Regions from separate parts of the Hordeum vulgare genome. Here region 1 is linked to region 2. The links are chromatin contacts, called in public Hi-C maps. All regions are on one chromosome and are shown on one strand. Each heading gives the region's core, a stretch centred on a gene start, on an enhancer-like site or on the middle of the called end of the contact. The rest is flanking DNA. Distances are from core to core; before and after follow the strand shown. Region 1 holds the start of LOC123412447 (palmitoyl-acyl carrier protein thioesterase, chloroplastic-like). Region 2 has its middle 110 kb from the start of LOC123409146.

Region 1 (4,746 bases), core at 1,848-4,347, 150 kb before region 2:
TAACATAGTTAACTTATCAGTAAATACATTTCTTCTCCAACTTATACTTTGAAAAGCTGAAGATAACGACTAAATATTTGCTTAGGTTGGGAATAGGTAGGTGCACACGCTAGTAGTAGCGTAAGCGCATTAGTTCTGGGATATTTGGCCAGATGTTATCTTATATGGTTTTCCTATAGCAAATTCCAATTATAGTTAGACTGAATTTGAGCCTCTCAAGCACCTAGACTCCAGTGCTTTTTAACTTCTTATTAATAAAACAGTTGGTTCCTAAAGTTCTAGCAACAAACACATACTCCCTGCGTTCCAAAATAAGTGTCTTAACTTTGTACTAGTTCTAGTACAAAGTTGTACTAAGCTTGAGACATTTATTTTGGGACGGAGGGAGTAGGAAATAAAACGTGATGATAAATCATTTATTTGAAAAGTGTATGCATTAACAGCACTTTATGTGCACCCACACAACTACACAAGAATATGGTCCACCACATGACAACTTAATTGTGAAGTTGTGATGGAAATTCCGCGTGAAAGAATGATTGACAGTAGAAAGCAATAGGCATACTCCATGGAGTGTATACAGATATAAGATTAAATCAAAACAGCTTCTGAAAGTAGCATGCTTAAATACAAATCAAGAAGGATTTTTTTTTATGTCTCAGCGATAAATAAAGATGCACATGAAAGGGAGACTTTGTCTTTTACCTCAAGGATCCAGCCAATGTATTTAACATTATTGACATGCTGATTGATATCAAGATCAGCCCACCGAGGCTGCATCATATATGATAAATAAGTAAAACGGGGTAAGAAGATAGAATATACTTGCAATCTTGTAGTATGTGTGTGCAAAACTTACAGTCAGGCCTGTCCGGACATATTTAGCTGAGGTAGGACGGTCATGCTCTGGCAGTTTTGGAAGTTTTTGGTGGTCTTGGTCTTCAATAGCAGCATACTCAGAAAAGAACGGCTCTATTTCAGTCCGTACTTCATCTGGAATTCTTGCAAGCTTTCTAGTTAGCTTGTTCATCATAACCCATTTACTGCAAATTTAACGAAAATCAGAATGACGGCAGCTTGTCGAAACTGCGACTCTGTGAATATGTGGGGCAGAAGAAAAACAAATCTGATTGATTGTATCTCTGAGTGACAAAAATTTGAACCTTGTAGCCTTCAGTACTGTATGGCCCGTCACAGAATCACGTATATGCCAGTCTCGACGCATTCCGTTTTTACCGTGAGCCCCAACCCAAGTGTTCACCTCAACAGTATCACCCCTGCAGAGCAATGAAAACCAAATTAAAACAATAGAAAAACAACTCCTTATGGGGACATGCAACTTTCAGCTAACAAAATTAAACGATTTTAACATCTGTCAATAAATGTAACACACGAAATTAAGAGATTCAAAGGCCTCTCTGCATCAAATACTGAAAGTCTGCTGCCTGCACACACCGGGACAGATGGGAATTGCTGACCTAATAATTATGACTTAAAGCAGACTATTATGATGTATCCCTTTCACATTCATTTGTTAAACAACTCGAAAACTCCCCTTAACTGGACCGATCGTTCCAAGATTATGGTTACACCTATTGAAACTCAAATTATACAAGAGAACAAAAGGAAAAATGAAATGCTGGTGTGTGAGATATACCAGCATGGATAACGCTCGACGATCGCCTGCATTTGGCTGACAACCCAGAACAAGTTCCTTTTACTCATCTCCGGTGTGGAACCAAAACCATCTCCGAGCAGCCCAACCACCTTCACATGATTGAGTGCAGTTTCCTGCATCAGACCAAAAAACATGTCAGTGCCCAATAACCAGATAGAGCAGTCTTATTGCGCGTTGAAATCGCGGCGATAAACTCACCTGCAGATGGTTCATGAGCGTCTCAATGGACGCCGTCCTGTCAGCCCCAATCTCATAGGACCTGATGGAGAAGTTCTGCCTGAACATGAACCCGTCGTGTACAATGGTGCCGAAACCCAGCGTGTCGACGAGCATGTCGGGCCGCTTGGGCTTCCAGTCGAGCAGCGTCCACTGCTTCTCGGCGGCGAAGAAGATGGTGGTGATGGCCGCGAGGAGCATGCTCCAGTCGGGCAGCTGGTTGTAGAACGTCCTGGGCGCCGCCGAGGACATGGTATCGTGCTCCGCGTCCGCCAGCGCGGACTTGCCGGCGCCGCCGTTCACCTTGGGGACGGCCGCGTGGGCGCGCGTCCTGCCGGCCCTCACGGCGGAGGATGACGAGGCCTGCTTCGCGGCGATGCCGCGGACGTCCAGGCTGTCCGGACGCTCGCCGAGGGCGCTCTTGGGCGGCGGCGGCACCGCCGGAGACCCCGGGAAGAAGGCCGAGGCCGCGATGGACCCGGCCATGGGAAGCACGGCTAGAAACTGCGCGCCAAATCGAATGGCCTACGAATCGGCGATCCTAACCTGAAAATTTCGCACACATAAAAAGAACATCAGCAACAATAAAAACAGCACTCCGTATAAGCACTGCACAGTGCAGAGACGCCATGGAAATCAACTACTCGCAACCAACAGCAGCATACGAGCAGGAGCCGAGGGTCGAAGCGAACCGCGCAACAACAGCGCAGCAAGCCGGAGAAAACTGAAGGAAAAAAACTTTCATTCAAGCCAAGAAAAAAGGCGCCAAACGGAACACCCAAATCCCGCGGCGGGACGGGGCGCGAGCTCCCCTAAGCTAAGCTCGAGATCCGGCAAGAGCAGCAGGGGTCGTAACGATTTCCCTGGCTGCAAAGGCCGGCCAGGCACCGCGGAAGCGCCCAGAAGAAGAGGCCGCGCCGGACCGACAGGCTCGCCGCTGCCGCATGTTCTCTCGCGCCCCGGGCGTGTCCGACCAAGAACCGTCCCCCCCCAACACACGCGCGGGAGAGAGGAATGCGGCGGAGGCGAGGAGACCGACCTTTCCGTGAACAGGAGGAGACGGAGGCGGCGGCGGCGGGGGCTCACCGCTGTGCCGCTGGCGCCGAGGAGAGAGGGAAGAGGAGGTGGTTTGTGTTCTGGCGGCTTCGGTCGGGGCGGGGTAGCCTCTGTTTGCTCCTCTGTCTCTCACACGGTACAGGCCAGCGCGGATTTTAAAAGGGAACCAGCTTCGTTTGTAGGGTGGGGTGCCCGCGCGAGTGACCGTTCTGCCCCCGGACTCCCTCGAGTCTGTCTGGACGGCGGACGGACGGGCGGATAGAATTGGGCATAGAAAAGGAAGAACAGGAGACGTTGATGTGATCCTACCTGACGACTCCTTGAGTAAACGCTCTGGTGGGCTGGTGCGGTGGGCACGGACACGGCACGAGGGGGTGAAACGTGGGGAATAAGGGCAACAGAATAGCATGTGGCGCGACCGAGGCCGTTGGATTAAATATTGTTCAAAAACCTTTTTTTAATACATTGCAGACGCAAGCGCTCATATACACGTGCATACACACGCACACGCTACCTCTATGAGCACCTTCGAAAGACGGGGTCGGCATGTCATCTTGAGATTTACGAAGTCACCGCTTCCACTGAAAGCGTATCGTCGAAAATCTCGAAATAAATCCAGAAACAATGCAAGCACCAGGATTTAAACCCTGATGAGCTAGAAATACCACGGTCTCTCTAACCATCCAACCACAGGTTGGTTTGCCAGAAACCTTTTATTTCAGTTCACAAACTTGCATGGATGTGTTTAGGCCTTTGTCGACTAAGGCCCTGTTTGGTTACAAATAAGTCACCAACTTATAAGTTAAAAAGTGCAAAAAGTGACTTATTTTGCCAAAAGGGCCTAACTTATAAGTCACCCCAACTTATAAGTCATAAGTTGCTATACCCCAACTTAAAACTTATAAGTCACCTACTTTTTGATGGGTCCCACCACTTTTTCCCACCCGTGCCCACCGCCCCATCCCACCCGTGCCCACCGCCCCATCCGCTCCCCACCGCGCAGCGCGCCTCGCCGCCGCCGCGCAGCGCGCCTCGCCGCCGCCGCGCAGCGCGCCTCGCCGCCGCTCCCACCGCGCAGCGCGCCTCGCCGGCTGCTGCCCTCCCCACCGCGCACCGCTGCTGCCCTCGCCGCCGCTGAGCTCCATCGCGAGCGAGCTCGGCTCGCCCAGGCCAGAAGCGCGAGCTCCGCCTCGCCCAATGCCCGGATCGGCTCGCCTCCTCCGCTCGCCGCCCGGTCTCCACCATGGCCGGCAGGAGCTTCGCCCCGCCCCTGCCCCGGCCCCGCCGGCCGCCGCGCCGCGCCCTGCCCCGCCGGCCCTGTCGCCCCGCCCCTGCCCCGCCGGCCGTCGCGCCCCGCCGCGCCCCGCCCCTGCCCCGCCGGCCGTCGCGCCCGCCCCGCCGGCTGCAGCACCTCGCCCCGCCCGCCGGCTGCAGCGCCCCGCTGCGCCCCGCCCCGTCCCGCCGGCTGCAGCACCGCCTGTGCTCGTCCAAGAAGGACGCCGTCGTCTGGCTCGACGCCTGCATGCTCCGCTACTCCGGCGAGCCGTTCTTCGGCGAGGTCGACGACGACCACAGCGCCGTCATGCCGGGCGGCGTCCAGAGCGCGGGTCTAGTGACGAGGTCGCTGGTGTGGTCAGGTGACAACCAAACAAGGGTGACTTATAAGTCACTGGTTTTAAGTCACCTGACTTATAAGTCACCTGACTTATTGGAACCAAACAGGGTCTAAGACTTAACCGATCAAATGAAATACTAGCATCTAAGAAAAAAATATTAAAAAGAATATTTTACACGGA
Region 2 (4,639 bases), core at 1,652-4,151:
ACGTGTTTCAACATGTACTGCATCATGAGTGTCAAGCATACGTGGTTGAAATCGATATATTGTTCTTTTAAAAAAAAATCCAAATTTATAGTCTACCGTATTACATGCATGGAGCTTTCTTTAACACAATACAGACGTGGGCACTCATACAAATGCACATACACTCACCATTATGAATGCATTAACGCATACCCTATCTCTATGAGCATCTTCGACAGATTGAACCAGCATATGATCTTAAGAACAAAGTCCTCGTAGATGCCTCGTCGTCGACCGAAACATATCCTTACACTGAATATGCACCGTCAGAAATACTGAAATAAATCCAGAAATAAGAAAGCGTCAGGTCTTGAATCTTAATGGCTGAAAATATCATTGTCTTTGTAACCATCCAATCATAGGTTGATTCGCACATCAATTACAGATTCGTTCACACATGCATGAAGCTTTTAGTTTGGGGAAACCCTTTTTATATGTAGTCTGATAGAAAGCTTTCTTCACACTAGTCCTACGGCGTTGATTCTTTCCTAATCCAACGGTTCATACTTAGAAGCAAATCTTCAATCCATCAATTAAAGGATCAATTAACCACACAATTTTATTCATCCCGAGTTAATCTCGCATCCATCCCCGTCCCATCTAACTCACCGTGGCCAGGGCGAGTAAATCTCGCCCCGCCAGCCCCGTCCCAACAAACTCATCCCCGAGCTTGCCGTGATGGCTACCTCCGCCATCATCGTTGCTGAAAAAAAGACTGCGACGTCTACAGTTCATCCACGACGATGGTGCAGCGTCGTTCGCCCGTCTGCTCCATCGTTCCCTGATCTCCCCGCCGACCGTGTAACTCCCACGGACGCAAAGAAACTTCCCACGATTCCGAGGCATCGACCCCGGTATGCACACATACCCGAATAAGGGCTTGACTCATCTCATCCTCGGTCCATTTTTAATCAAATTGTTTGGGTTTGCGTTACATTTGATCTGGGTTTGATTCTGCTCCTACTTCCCATTTCCCTGCAGCATAGTCATCGACCTATTTGTGTCTACTCAGACACACAAAAGCCACACACCAACCGCGGCTTGATGTTTGTTGGTGGCTGCCACTAATGTCCCTTCTTCCGAACGACGACGACCATTGCCAATCTGTACGAAATCGGTCTTCACCTAGTCTCTTGTCCGCTAGCTGACTCATTATTTCATCTCAATTTGGCATATACAAAGTCACTGAATTATCATATTTTTTGTATGCTTCCGATTGAGATGATTCTTGTTGAGATATCATTGTTTTCTATACACAAATTTCTATGTTTCCATCTAAAAGTGTTTGCTTCAACTATGCTTCTTGTTAACCATGCTTCCTTGATTTTTTACTATGCTTCTATTGTAGACATATAGTGCCCCATCACAACAAGGTTTCGCGAACATTAGATTTATGCATCCAAATTTTGCTTGTCAAGCATGTAGATTTTTCAAATCAAATTTTTGTGTGCTTCTAGTGCATGATAGCATCATTTTGTTCTGTGTTAGCCATGCTTCCTACTTCTTTATTTCTCAAATATATTTTTATGGTGATGAGGGGGACGCTCGGAGATCAAAGCCAGATGCAGCAATTTCAAAGACGGTCAAGTTCACGCATCGATCAGCATGGCTCATGCATTCGAGGTATACAACCTATATGACTTCATGTCGAAGAAGATCGAAATGCTTGGGTAAGGACACCTCAGCTTCTACCATCGACACCGCGGATCACGCCTTCTATTACATGATGGCTGGGTCAATTTTGAATTAGCAAAAATTGACGCGTGGAAGCAATGCGACTTCTCTATTGAAGCATACTCTCTGTTTGACAGTAGCTCTTTATTTTCTTGCAATCAATTCCCTAATGCGAATTAGAACCATATGTAATTACCACTAGAGATAATTTCGTATTGGACGGAAGCATGAGAATATTTGGTTGGAAGAAATTCTCGAGTTGATTGAAACAAGGTCGTGATGCTTCTCAAACATGTTAAATAAATTCCTTTTTCACGACGAAGCAGGTTAAAATCAATTTTCTAGTTGGTGGGAGCAAGACGATGATGCTTCTGAAACAAAATATTGTGTTATATAGGACATAAAATATCAAATAAACCGAAGCAATTTTCTAGTTGATGGAAGCAAGACGAGATGATGCTTCTGAAACAAAATATTGTGTTACATAGTACATAAAATGTCAAATAAATCGAAGCAAATTTTCATCCGCCATAAAAGTAAATTCTTCACTGAACGGAAACATAATTTATTTATATTAGAGTTATGACCTGGTATACAACATTACAAGTAAGGATGATTCACGTATTATTTGCATTGGATGCAAATTTTGATAACGTTCGGTTAAAATTTTGTTTCATGAGAAATCAAGTTGCCTAAACAAATCTGTAAGTTGTTTCCTAAAATGAAGGGGTCGTGTATATCAGCAGTTAACACGACGTATAATCAGGGAAGCTCCCACATGAAATCAGGAAACTAGGTACACATGATTTACGGAAGCAATCCCATGAAGCAGGGATAGGTAGTTTTGCATGGGCCTAAACCAGCAGATTAAACGTACATCATATGTCCAATCCAACGGTCTATGACTAGTCTGATAGGATGCAAATATCAGTAGTCTGATGCTTGGTGTTGCCGCAGGTGTTACGTTAGATACCGAGGGAAGCTTAAGTGCAGAAGCACAACGAGTTAGCACGCCCCGATTGACCCGATGCAATGCATGCATGGACCATTCGATCACCTCACCCACGACTGGTGGCACTCAATCTGCCGACGGACCATTCGATCGCCTGATTGACTGAAGTTGGAGCGTCGTTCATCCACGTAGGCGCGTACGTAGGCGCGGGAAGCAGCGCGGAGCCCGGAGGCACGTAGTACGTCTTTGCTTCGAGGGTGGCTCGTGGACATCACGCAGCTGCATCCGTACCCCGGAGACCGGGCTACAGCGACTCCGAACAAGTGGAGACAGCCACGGTTACCAACCAACCAACCTCCCAACCTTCCAACTAGACTGATCGGCCGTGCCGCGCGTGGCGGCAACGACGGCCCGCCCTGCATTAAGGGCAAAGGGCTAGCTGCAGTTGCAGCGTCGTTGGTCTGCACGCTCTGGTTAACTGCTCGACGCACGTCAATGACGACGCACGGTTAATTTATAATCGACGGCGACGGCCGCCGGCCGCGGCGAGACGGGCCGGCGGGTTGACCGTCACCCCTGTACCAGATTTGGTGTGAACCCTGAACTCCGAAGTCAGTCAGGGGGAACGATCGAGTCATATATGAAGAATGCTAATATATCTGGATTGTTGTTGGTGGTTGCCAGTGCTTAGGTAGAGATCGTTTCGTTTGTATGTATGTTGCGTGAACTACTTCATTGCGTACTCGTCTTCTCACGTAAAAATGCAAAACGAGAAGCCAAATTGCATATCGCCTTTTGCAGATCATTACAACTTACAAGTCGCTGCGCAAAAAGAAAAAGGAAAGTGTCTTGTAACTCAGACTGACAACTCAAGCCAACTCATCAAATGACAAAAGAAGACCCAGAGAGCCAACTGACCAAGACAAATGAAGGTGGAGAAATGTTTTTGGACGTCGATATTTAGTGAACTTTCATCTGGAGGATGGAATACCTATTCGCGGCTCTGTGCGAAACGGTATCAGGCTTCGCACATAATGGGGAGGAGAGAGATTTTAAATGAACTGGTCCATTTAACGGGTTGCAATGTCTCGGTTTTGGAAACCTTTTAAAGGTTTCAGCCGGGTTATTCGGTTTTGAGAAACTTATTAAAGGTTTACGGAAATGATTTTTCTTTTTCTTTTTTTCTTTTTTTCGGTTTTTGTTTCAAAAAATGTTTGTATTTTCAAAAAATTATTTTTGAAATTTTAAAAAATGTTTGGTATTTTTAAATTTTTTCTTGATTTTTAAGAAAATGTTCTATAGTTTAAAAAAATATATTCTTGGTTTCAAATTTTGTTCTTAAGTATCAAATTTGTTCTCGGTTAGAAAATTTGTTCTTAAGATTCAAAAAATGTTCGTGCTTTAATTTTTTTTCCACGTTTCCAAATTTGCTCGGGCTTTTTCAAAATTGTTCTCCATTTCAAAATTTTGTTGTCAATATTCAAAAAATATTCGTGCTTTAAAAAATTGTCCGCGGTTCCAAATTTCCTCGGGGTTTTTTAAAATTGTTCTCCATTTCAAAATTTGCTTTAAATGTTCAAAAAACGTTTCATGCCTTAAAAATTTGTTCGGGGTTTTTAATTTTTTTTCTCTGTTTCAAAATTTAATTCTCCAGATTCAAAAAAATGTTTGTGCTTTAAAAAATTGTTGGTGCTTCCAAATTTGTTAGGAGTTTTTCAAAATTGTTCTCCCTTTCAAAATTTTGTTCTCAAGATTTTAGAAATGTTCATGTTTTAATAAATTATTTGCACTTTCAAACTTGTTCAGGATTTTTCCAAAATGTTCTCAGTTTAATATTTTTTCTCAAGATTAAAAAAAAAATTCTCCATTTCAAATTTCTGTTCTCAAGATTCAAAAAATATTCGTGCTTTAAAAATTGTTCGCACTTCCGAATATGTTCACAATTTCTCAAAATTGTTCTTGGTTTTAAAATTT

Evidence for each region. Hi-C and Micro-C count contacts between places; a contact is called where the count stands out from the background.
Region 1: a Hi-C map of seedling shows a contact between it and region 2, with 3 times the contacts expected there. The contact joins the promoter of LOC123412447 here to the enhancer-like site in region 2. A contact is called at or near these places in 2 of 6 Hi-C or Micro-C datasets (leaf and seedling).

The regions. Positions count from the first base shown.
Region 1 is chr7H:492,501,566-492,506,311 of MorexV3_pseudomolecules_assembly, reverse strand. LOC123412447 (palmitoyl-acyl carrier protein thioesterase, chloroplastic-like) reads right to left here and starts at 3,097. Exons shown (of 7, transcript XM_045105395.1): 1 at 2,934-3,097; 2 at 1,877-2,440; 3 at 1,658-1,791; 4 at 1,164-1,277; 5 at 860-1,043; 6 at 706-774. The coding sequence starts at 2,380.
Region 2 is chr7H:492,352,688-492,357,326 of MorexV3_pseudomolecules_assembly, reverse strand. No RefSeq gene overlaps it. Among protein-coding and RNA genes, the nearest start is that of LOC123409146, 110 kb to the right of the region's middle. Within about 2 kb of position 2,901, at least 2 of the 3 cell types and tissues checked have open chromatin away from gene starts, as enhancers often do. A contact at or near this core is called in leaf and seedling, where this site is marked.